Linked DNA regions of Mus musculus: regions 2 and 3 are each linked to region 1. A link is a contact called in public HiChIP or PLAC-seq and promoter capture Hi-C data. All regions are on one chromosome and are shown on one strand. Each heading gives the region's core, a stretch centred on a gene start, on an enhancer-like site or on the middle of the called end of the contact. The rest is flanking DNA. Distances are from core to core; before and after follow the strand shown.

What was found. Promoter capture Hi-C pulls out the DNA fragments that hold promoters and counts their contacts. HiChIP or PLAC-seq counts read pairs in DNA pulled down with a chosen protein or histone mark.
Region 2: a promoter capture Hi-C map of second pharyngeal arch cranial neural crest shows a contact between it and region 1. The contact joins the enhancer-like site here to the promoter of Thoc7 in region 1. A contact is called at or near these places in 7 of 39 promoter capture datasets (the C10 cell line, cranial neural crest, embryonic stem cells and 3 more), 9 of 115 datasets of contacts at active chromatin or transcription factors (bone marrow-derived macrophages, craniofacial prominence, embryonic basal ganglia and 5 more) and 1 of 9 other capture datasets (pancreatic islet).
Region 3: a contact with region 1 is called in a RAD21 HiChIP or PLAC-seq map of pro-B cells, with 7 times the contacts expected there. The contact joins the enhancer-like site here to the promoter of Thoc7 in region 1. A contact is called at or near these places in 7 of 39 promoter capture datasets (the 3T3-L1 cell line, the C10 cell line, hippocampal neurons and 3 more), 1 of 15 datasets of contacts at CTCF or cohesin (pro-B cells) and 2 of 115 datasets of contacts at active chromatin or transcription factors (large pre-B cells and pro-B cells).

Annotation. Positions count from the first base shown.
Region 1 is chr14:13,959,674-13,962,849 of GRCm38.p6, forward strand. It overlaps Thoc7 (THO complex 7), which reads right to left and starts at 1,640. Exons shown (of 8, transcript NM_025435.3): 1 at 1,512-1,640. The coding sequence starts at 1,530. It also overlaps a transcript of Atxn7 not described here.
Region 2 is chr14:13,334,490-13,337,801 of GRCm38.p6, forward strand. It overlaps a transcript of Synpr not described here. Among named protein-coding and RNA genes, the nearest start is that of Gm5087, 52 kb to the left of the region's middle. Within about 2 kb of position 1,867, at least 8 of the 459 cell types and tissues checked have an H3K27ac peak or open chromatin away from gene starts, as enhancers often do. A contact at or near this core is called in second pharyngeal arch cranial neural crest, where this site is marked.
Region 3 is chr14:14,862,244-14,865,655 of GRCm38.p6, forward strand. It overlaps Nek10 (NIMA (never in mitosis gene a)- related kinase 10), which reads left to right. Exons shown (of 35, transcript NM_001195229.1): 19 at 1,213-1,258; 20 at 3,150-3,271; 21 at 3,390-3,412. Among named protein-coding and RNA genes, the nearest start is that of Nek10, 43 kb to the left of the region's middle. Within about 2 kb of position 1,743, at least 63 of the 459 cell types and tissues checked have an H3K27ac peak or open chromatin away from gene starts, as enhancers often do. A contact at or near this core is called in pro-B cells, where this site is marked.

The DNA.
Region 1 (3,176 bases), core at 390-2,889:
ACCCAGGAGGCAGAAGCAGGGGGAATCTCTGTGAGTTCCAGGACAGCTAGAGCTACATAGAAAGACCTTGTCTCTTTTTTTCTATCTTTTTTTTTTCTTTCTTTTTGTTTTTTTGAAACAGGGTTTCTCTGTGTAGGCTGGCCTAGAACTCAGAAATCCGCCTGCCTCTGCATCCCTAGTACTGGGATTAAAGGTGTGCACCACCACTGCCTGGCAAGACCTTGTCTCAAAACCAAACCAAATAACAACAAAAACCCTTTCACTGGCTTTTCCTGATCTTGGAAATTTCATGGTGTAAAGTTTTCTAAGTTCTATATGCCATCTTGAATTTCTTTCATCATTTTGGCAAGTGGTTGGTCACTTGTAATTCCAGTTTTAAAACACCTATTTACCCTTCAAAGGAAGGGGGAAAGCAAATTTGTCAAGTTTTCTAATCACCAGTAGAAAGACCACCTCAGTTCAATTCCCAGGACCCATCTGGTGGAAGTGAAGAAGTGACTTCAGCAAGTGTCCTCTGACTGCCACTCTAGTAGGGTGGCCTGCCTGGGGGAGGGAGGGAGGCAGAGACAGCTCAAAGAGAGGCAGGCAGGCGCGCGCGCGCGCACACACACACACACACACACACACACAGCCACCCTACCAATTTTTAATGTTTACAGCCACTGCAGACGTATAAGAGGAAACACCTTTACCTGCTGCTTCTGGGTATCAAACGTGTTCAGTAAAGTATTGCCTAGAAGTAAGCTAAGTACTTCCTGAATAAATTAAACTCGAATTAAAAAAAAACAAAACCAAGGTTAAAATCCCCCCTACCAAGTTCCGAGGCCTTTATTTATACCCACATCGGTATTTCCTCGGCCCGTCCTCAAATTTGGGCCGATCGTTGTTCATTTCTGGAAGTCCCCTGTTTCTCCACTGGGATCCATAGCTATTGATCAGCCCATCAAACAACATCAAGCCACCGGAACCTTTCTACCAAAGCGGGTACCTTCTCAGTTCCTGCTCCAGTTGCCTATCGTGTCAGTCCATCCTTCTCCCAAACGCGCTCTTATTTCTGCTCTCAGCCCACAGACATCTACTGTCCACCATCCATCACTCCTAATCCACTCAGGCCAACAACTCACCCGCTCCAACATGCCTTCCTTTTGTTGCCGCGGTCCAAGCCGCCGGCCTCTTCCCATGCTGGCGCCTTACCTTGTAAGTCGCCCAGATACACTTCCCGACCGGCCCTCCAGACACCCCTGTTCCTCTTAGCCGCCGTCCCCAGCTCGGGGTCCTCACTCCACCGCCCTCCGAGCTCCTGCGCTCCCTGGGGCCCGCCGCGCTGCCCGTGGGCCCGACCCAGCCCGGCCCGGGAAGCCCCCCAGGCGGCCCCCTCGGGGCACTGCATCGCCCGGGCCGAGCGAGCCGCCCTGCGCCTCTCCCCGCCGCGCACCGCCCCGGGAGCCCCCCACCCCAGACGGCCCGGATCCCGGCGCTGCCCCGCGTCCCCGCACCCGCCGAGGCCTCACCGTCAGTCACGGCTCCCATGGCGTGCGCGGCGGCGGCGGCGGCCGAGCTGAGGCGGCGGTTGGCGGCGAAGGTCAAACTCCCACAATGCAGCCGGGTAAACAGTCATGGAGGAGGAGGCGGCGGCGCCCGCCGCCCTCTCCGACTTTTGAGTCGCGCCGGCGCGCGCGCCGCGCCGCCGCGGACCCGCGCTCGCCGCTCTCCTGGGGCGCGGAGCGGCCGGCGGGTGAAGGGCGAGACGGGCGGCGGGAGGGCGGGCGGCGGCGGCTGGGCCCGGGGACACCGCCGTCCCGCCCTGCCCGCGCCCACAGGCCGCCCTGGAGGCCGCGGCCAGCCGCCAGGTGAGCTTCGGGCTGCGCGCGCTCGCGGGGCTCCGCGCCTGACGCTCCAGGTGACCTCTGTCCCGGGCTGCCCCGACCGTGCGCTCCGGTGGGACGGGGGCGCGGCCACTGCCGCCGTGGGTCTCGAACCCGTATTCTTGAGGCGGGCGCGGCAAGCCATCCTCCCTTCCTGAGCTCTGGCGGGTGCTGGCGAAGCGGGGGAAAGAAACTTGGTCACCTGTCTGGGGAGCGTCACTCAGGACCCAGGGCTCAGGTCCCTCCGGTTCTCACCTCTCATCCAGTTCTCCCTCGCTGCTGGAATCCAGATGGGGTGCCTTCATTTTCATACTAACTTTGCTTTTCAAAAACTGCTTCTTAAAGGGAAGTTGAAAGTAGGTGTTGGGGGTGGGGGTGCTGCTCATTGCAAACACATTACTTGGGGGTGCGGAGTACACATTTCTAGAACACACTGCAGGTTATAGTGTCATCTCTTCTGAAAAATGAAATAAACCACCCCCCTCCCGGGGGGGGGGGGGGAGTCGGGCAGTGAATGCGCTCGCCTTTAGTCCCAGCACTTGGAAGGCAGAGGCAGGCAGTCGAGGCCAGTCTGGTCTACAAAGTGAGTTCCAGGACAGCCAGGGCTACACAGAGAAACCCTGTCTCGAAAAACAAAAAACAAAACAAAACAAAACAAAAAAACAAAACAAAACAAAACAAAACAAAAAATCATTTTGATTCAACATTGAGGAATGTTCTCCTAGTGGAACCATGTTCCTGTTGAGAGTTGATTTGACCTCCAACAGGGTAGAGTTTGACTTTATAACCCAGGTTTTTGTTTATCAGTTTTCATGATCCCAATCCCTTGAACCTTCAGATCCTGCATAAGGCAATGGTGTGGGGTCATTTTTTGGTTGTTGAGATTTCTTAAGTGGGATCCATGCATCGGCCCTGTGTTCCCTCAGTTCTTTCTAGCGGAAGACTTGGGATCATTCAAGGGAGGTGGTTTTTAACCTCTAGGCAGAACTATGTATGGGTCAAATACAGTATCTACTTTTGTCACAAAGGCAGAAATTACCCTGAATGAAGATTTTGAAGCATAAATGACCTCTTCCAAATGTGGAACTGCTCGCTGACTTTTTGAAAGAGTACTGGTCTAAAGGCTCCTCCTAACTTGGACTTTGGACCATGTTCATTTCCTTGGCGTAGGAAGGAGGGTAATATTAATCTTAAATTCAGCGGGGTGGTGTGTGGTAGCCTATCTGGGCTGGCAGGTTTGTGAATTGAAGCTAATCTGGGTCTGAACATTGAATTTTTGGCCAGCTGGGCTACATAGGCACACCGACCTCC
Region 2 (3,312 bases), core at 617-3,116, 620 kb before region 1:
TAGATCAAGAAGCAGGCTCAGAAGAGCAAAGTCATCCCCTGAGCACACAGCATGAAATATATGGCACAAGGTTTGGATTCACATCCAGAAGCTATGCTTTAAAAAGAAAACACTATCTATGGTAGGCTGACTCAAACTCACAGTTCTCCATCTTCTGGCTTCTTACTTCTGGGGATATAGCTAAATACTACCATTCCTGATGAATCTGTGCATTTGACATATGTACAGATGAGTGAGAGTATACATGCCTCTGTGTGTGTGTGCGTGTGTGTGTGTGCTGTATGTAATGCATGTGCATATAATGTATTGTGTTGTGAATGTTGATATACTTAAAGGTATTACTTATTAATGAAGGCTTTTACAAAGAATTTTTAAGGAATTTAATATATTTAATACTAACAGTGATTCTTTGGGTCAGCCAGTCCTGACCCTTTTCTACAAGTAAAAAAAGGGAAATGACAAGATACAAACTTACTTTCCCAAGATCACTTGGCCTATGTATTAAAGTTTGGAGTCATGAGTGGGGTGATGGCTAAAATCTAAGCCCATTATCCTCAAGCCCCCATCAAAGTGAATGCACACAGATGCAAAGCAATCCATAGGTTTCTCAAAGAGATAAGAAAGTCAAGAACAGCAGCCCAGAAAGGCTGTTTGTGCCAGAACAGTTCTCCTCCCTGAGAGTCCCTTGAAAGTCAGAAGAAGATGTGCTGAAGCCCGGAGAACTTCTCCTCCAGTGGGTACTGCAAAGATAAGAGTAGATATAACTGAAATCCCCAGGAGGACTATTTTCTGTGATTCCAGAAAGAGCTGGAGCAGAAGGACCAGCCCAGCCACATCAACAGATATCCCAAGCTCCAGTGACAAAGCTGCAGTCATTTGTCAGGGTTCTTGATGTTTTGTTCATTCTTGGTTACCGGTGAATCAAGAGTTTTCTCACTAAGGTCAGAATGAACAAAAATGGTGCTAGAGGAAATGAGAACTGTCCACAGGTAATCTGTAAACTGGTATGGGTGGTGCATGGACCGTTCTTATTTTCTGGTAACGGCACACTTCAGCTTCTCTCCACTTTATATCTCTAATTCCTGACCTTCTAAGTGCTTTTGTTCAGGAGTGGAAGTGGGGTGAAACTTAGTTACACAGACCATTTACTGAGTCTGTACTGTACTGCTGTTAGAAGATTAAAACCTTGATCTTATTATCCACTAAGCTGATGAGAAAACCCATGTGCAGGCCAGGAAAGGTGCTGCTGTGGGCTAGTACCTGTGATCACTAAACTCTTAGTTACCATGGTATACTGCTTGCCATCGGTAGGATCATGTGGCAAAATGCCTTGAGTGAAAGTGCAGGGTGTTTAAATTTACCCTGAAGCCACAAAAGCATTAACTAAGTCCATAGCTGGAGCATAATATGGTCTCTCATGTCTGTAATCCTAGCAGAAATCTAAGGCAGAAGAATGACAAGCCAAGGCTCACAAGATCAACAGTGAAACTGTTTCAAAAGACAAATCATGACTTGGGAATAACAGGGTTTTGATCTGGGCTTCTGAATAATTAAACTGGAATTGGAATGAAATGGATCATGAAATAGAAAAATCAAAATGGAGGGACCAATTATAGGAAAATTGCAACCATCTGTGTAAGAGGGTATGCCTGAATGAGGTGTGTGTGTTTCCAAAAGCCCGATATATAGTCCTGAAAGGAGAAAGGGGGATGTGAACTCTAGGCTAATGAATGACAAGGATGATCTGTCATGTTTGTAAGGCTGAACTCCTACTAGGAAGCAAGGCTGTCTGCAGTGGAATATGCTGGCCAGGCTGCAATTGAGCTAGCTATTTAGTATGGAAGGAACCTGGAGCTGTGATTGCCAGACACGGGGCTGCAGCTGTAGCCTCCCAGAATTAGCCTGGCCAGATGGTGATGGCTGTTCTCCATGGACCTCGGGAAGAAATACAATGAAAACACAAGTAAGAGGCACATGGTTTCCTCCAAAACCATCCGAAAACTTGCCTGGTGCAGTTCTGATTCTTCTCACACCACTTCTTGTGTTAACTTGGGGTAATAAAGAATACTTTATTCAAATATAATTTTTATTTTGGTGAGAATGTCTAGTGAGTATTCTTCTTAGTATCCTAGACTCTAAAAAATTTCTGTTGGAGGCTGAAAAAAATCTCTTCTAGTAAAGTCTTAATAAAAACTATTTATAGCATGACAAATAGACACTACAATTACAGCTTAATTCTTGGGTAACAGAGACAGGGTGTTAATTAGATCTTCCAGATAATGGTGATGACCATTTATACATACCAGGCAGTTTCCTGCACATAAGCAGGTATGAATTCTAGGCACCATTCCATTGGATTGGGCAAGAAATGTAACTTTACTAAAGTAATTTGAACTGGTGAATATAATGGTTGTACACCGTCAACACCCGTGGTTCTCAATCTGTGGGCCATGACTCCATTTGGGCCACAAGGTTCACAGGAGTCAACTAAAAGCATTTGAAAACACGGATATTTACATCATGATCCATAACAGTAGCAAAATTACAGTTGTGAAGTAGCAACAGAAATAATGTTATGATTGGGAGTCAGCACAACACGAGGAAACGTATTAAAGGGCCACCGCACTTAGAAAGGCCGAGAACTACTGCTATGGAGGCTTTAAGCAAAACTCTGATGAAGAAATGTGTGAGTCATATCACACTGTAACATGCACTCACATTTACCTTTCTGATTTTTTTTCCACCACAGAAGATTCCCAGCTGAGAAGGCCTTACTCTAGTGCTATCCTGGTGACAATAAGAGTGTCTGTCCACTTCTTCGTTTCCTTGTGGAAATCTCCTGCTAGCCTCTTGTCCTCAGAGTAAATTCATTTATTCAAAATATGAAGTATCCCCAAATGTAAGCTAGATCATCTTCCAGTTTAAATTTGTCTCCATTAGAATCTGGCTCATGTAACCAGAACAGTGAAGTCTTGCCTAATGATCATTTGTAGGGGAATTTTCCACACATCTGACATCTGACACAGAATTCTGTCTGAACAACAGAACATTGGTAAGCCTCTCCATTTCTCCTTTTCACTCAGTCCCTACTTGCTGCCCAGGATTCATGAGTTATTAAGGACACCCATCACTGTGAAACTACGGGGCTGAAAAGCATGGGCTGCAAAGGGGGTGTGGCTTGTTTCTATGCATCCGCATATTCATGATAGAACCATAAATTAAACATTGTGGTATTCATTCATTTACCCATTTCTGAGGAATCCCTGCCCCAGACAAATGGTGACCTTTACATGTTATGTGTCTGTTGAATGA
Region 3 (3,412 bases), core at 493-2,992, 900 kb after region 1:
TTTTTATTATCATGAATATGTGACATAATCGCTCAATTAGCTGTCATTATGAAGGAGTATTGGAGGAAAACGGAGCGCAGGCGAGAAATGGGAATTCTTTCTGTAATCCGAGAAGATGCTGGTTCCTTTCCCAGCTCTCCTTGTTTGTGCATTTCTGTTTCTAAGTTCTAGGAAGCTGCCAGCCTCACTGCGCCCTGCAGTCATGTTTGCTTGGTGTCACAAACATGGTCTTTATTCATTGAAACCTATAGTTTGACATCACTAAGTTACAACAAAAGTCACCACTAATGGATTAGATCGCAAGAAGCCATCCCATCCGTTCAGAAACTCATCCTGTCCCCACTTGCTAGTTGATTTGGGTGCTAATTTGTTTAAGTGCGTTTCCTAAGAAAAAGGGTCCAGAAGAGGCCAATCAGGGTGCCACAGTTTAGATTTTGATGTCACTGAAGATTGTCCCTCCTGTGGGAGCCACCTGAACCAAAAAGAAGGATGTCATGGAATACAGAAGCCATAGGTACGGGAGTGAGAGACCCTGTCTGCTAAGAGGTGACAATGAGCACAGCACAGAGGCTTCGAACTACCAGGCTTAGAGAATGGCACAAGTTGGCATTATTCCCTGTTCCATGCAACTGCTGGTGACACCTTCCCATCCCAAGTGGGAAAAGCAGCAGAAAGGACACTTCCAGGGCTGAGGGACAGACAAATGTCACTGCTGCCTGGGAAGCCACATCCTGGCTACTCTGCTGCTGATAACCCTGAGACCGCTGGGTTGGTGTGAGTAGCAGCTACGTGGGCCCCACTCAGAGGGACACTCAGAGGCACAAACCATTTATAGACATCATGGCAATTCCTCTGAAACAAGACACTTTACCTAGAAACTACATTCTAAATAAATAGTTGGAGACATTTTACACCATTTTTCTTTTTTAGAACTTTCTCCCTCCCTGTGTAGCTGAGGCCCAACCCTGGGGCAGAGCATGCTAAGGGAATCGTTAAGGAACTGATCAGTCCTAAACCTGTCCACTGCCCATTAGGAAGTGCAGCATCTTCTAGCCTGGTTCACAAAGGCATGGAGGACACTGTCTCTTTCATTAACTTAAAAAAGTCATTTAAAACCTTAAATGGCAGCTGGCAGTCTTAGATGAAACTTCAGTGTACAAAAGCTTGTGTTTTGAAGAGTCTGATAAGTGTTTGCTATTTGTTTTCTTACAGCTTTATCATCCCAATGTTGTACGTTATTATAAAACATTTTTGGAAAGTAAGTATGAATTGCTTTCTAAGTAAGGAAACATATGTTTGTTATTTATATACATTTATATTATGTTGGCAGAAAATAAACCCATTCAGCTATTTTCTACTGGCTTTTATTATTAGGCATTGCTTTCTTAAGCAGTAAAATAATTTTTTAATTGATGACCTGAGAATACTTAAAATATTTTGATCTGTATTATATAGAGGCACAGTGTGAATAAACAAAAATAATTAAATTATTGTACAGAAAAGGAACTGTAGAAGAAAAAGAGAAAAGAGAACTAAAGCATGATGTTTTATTTTTCTTTTTGCAAGCTCACAGCAGCATCTAGTGGCATTTTCCACCCCTAATAAAATGGATTGGACTCCGCCTTCAAGGTTTTTTTTTTTTTTTCTCACAAATTTCAGTAGATGCCACCAGGTGGCGCCAGAGTCCTGGCTGAGCCTGCAGGCTGGCTGGCTTGTTTCCTGCTTGTGGGATGGAGAGCACAGTCAAACAAAGCCAAACTCAGTCGCTTGTTTACAAGTGAAGGAAGTATTGAACTTAACCATCTGTAGCATAAAATCCTGAAGTATTAGCCGGGCATGGTGACTCAGTCCTTTAATCCCAGCACTTGAGAGGCAGAGGCCGACTGTGTGTGTTTGAGGACAACCTGATCTACATAGTGAGTTTCAGGCTGGGCATGGCTGCATAGAGAGACCCTGTCTCAATACTAAACAGAAGCTGTTCTGTATGCAGCTCAATTGCTATGTTTTTACCCATTTCCCTTCTTTAAGTGATTTAGATGGACTCCTTCCTCCTTACGTGCTAGTTCTTAATATCGGGATTATTCCTGTAATTAAAGCTATCAGATTTAGTTCCTGACTTAGACTGAAGTAAGTACAAGTCATTACAAAAACAAAACACTTAACCTGACGACTTCCAAAATAAATTGAAGGAAACTTAAAATATGTATAATATTACCAAGTTATAAACTATGATGAAGAAGACTATAATTTGAGAAAATGAAAACAAACAGCTAAGCATAGTGCAGGCAATATGTATTTCTTGGAATGGTGAAACTTGGGAATCTATAAATGTCCGTAAGAGAGATGCTATATGGTTTATTCATTTTTGCAATCCTGTGAAAGGCAACAGGAAGAACAGTGTGCTTACATTCATGCTGCAGTGTGAGACTGGTGGAGAAGCCAGTGGGCAGGATGGGAGATGTCTGTCCTTTGCAGGCAGATTGTGTATGTGTGTATTTTGTGTATGTCCAACAGTCAGAAAAGACACATGTCACATATCATTATTAGTAGTTCAAATTGGCTTTAAAGGAGTGTATTCAGAGAACAAAAACAGCAACAAGAAAACCAAAAACCCAAACAGTGCTAAACCCTTGTAAACCCTAACATAAAATCAGAGTCCAGGTCTCTCTACTCGAGAGGGGCCTAGCAGTAATCTCTGTCATGGGTAGGTGCTTTAGTCTGTGTTATTGCAACATCATAGCGTGATCCGTGGGTAAGTTTGTATGACATAATCTATGTCACCATACAAAATGCAATTTATAATGCGGTTTTCTGAACGTCTTATTTGATCCGAGGTACTAAGAGGCAGGCCTCGTGACTTGAGACAGTTGGCTTACTGTCTTTGACATGGTTCAGGCATTCTATGGTATAAGCAGAAAATGATTATGCTTGCCAGAGAGGAGAAAGTCTGGAGTCAGAGGAAGTTGCTGCTAGGCTGTGACTGCCCCAAGGGCAGCTCTGTGCTCTGCCAGCATTCAGTGGATCCTGACACTAAGTTTTCCGTTTTGTGCTCCAACACTCCTTGGAAAGCCCGGGTTCTAATTTGTGAAGGTTTTCCAGGGCTTTATACTGACTTTACATTTCTGTGACTCCTTTTTGCTTTTGCATAGATGACAGGTTGTATATCGTTATGGAGCTGATAGAAGGAGCCCCACTTGGAGAGCACTTTAATTCTTTGAAGGAAAAACATCACCATTTCAGTGAAGAGCGACTGTGGAAAATATTTATACAGGTACACTACACCCTTCATTGAAATTTTCTTTATACAACAAAGTTCTGAGCTACCTTAGAGATACACTGTTGGTTACGTATATGGCAGGAATCAAATTTGCTTCCATTCTTGTTTCAAGCTGTGCTTAGCTCTTCGGTATCT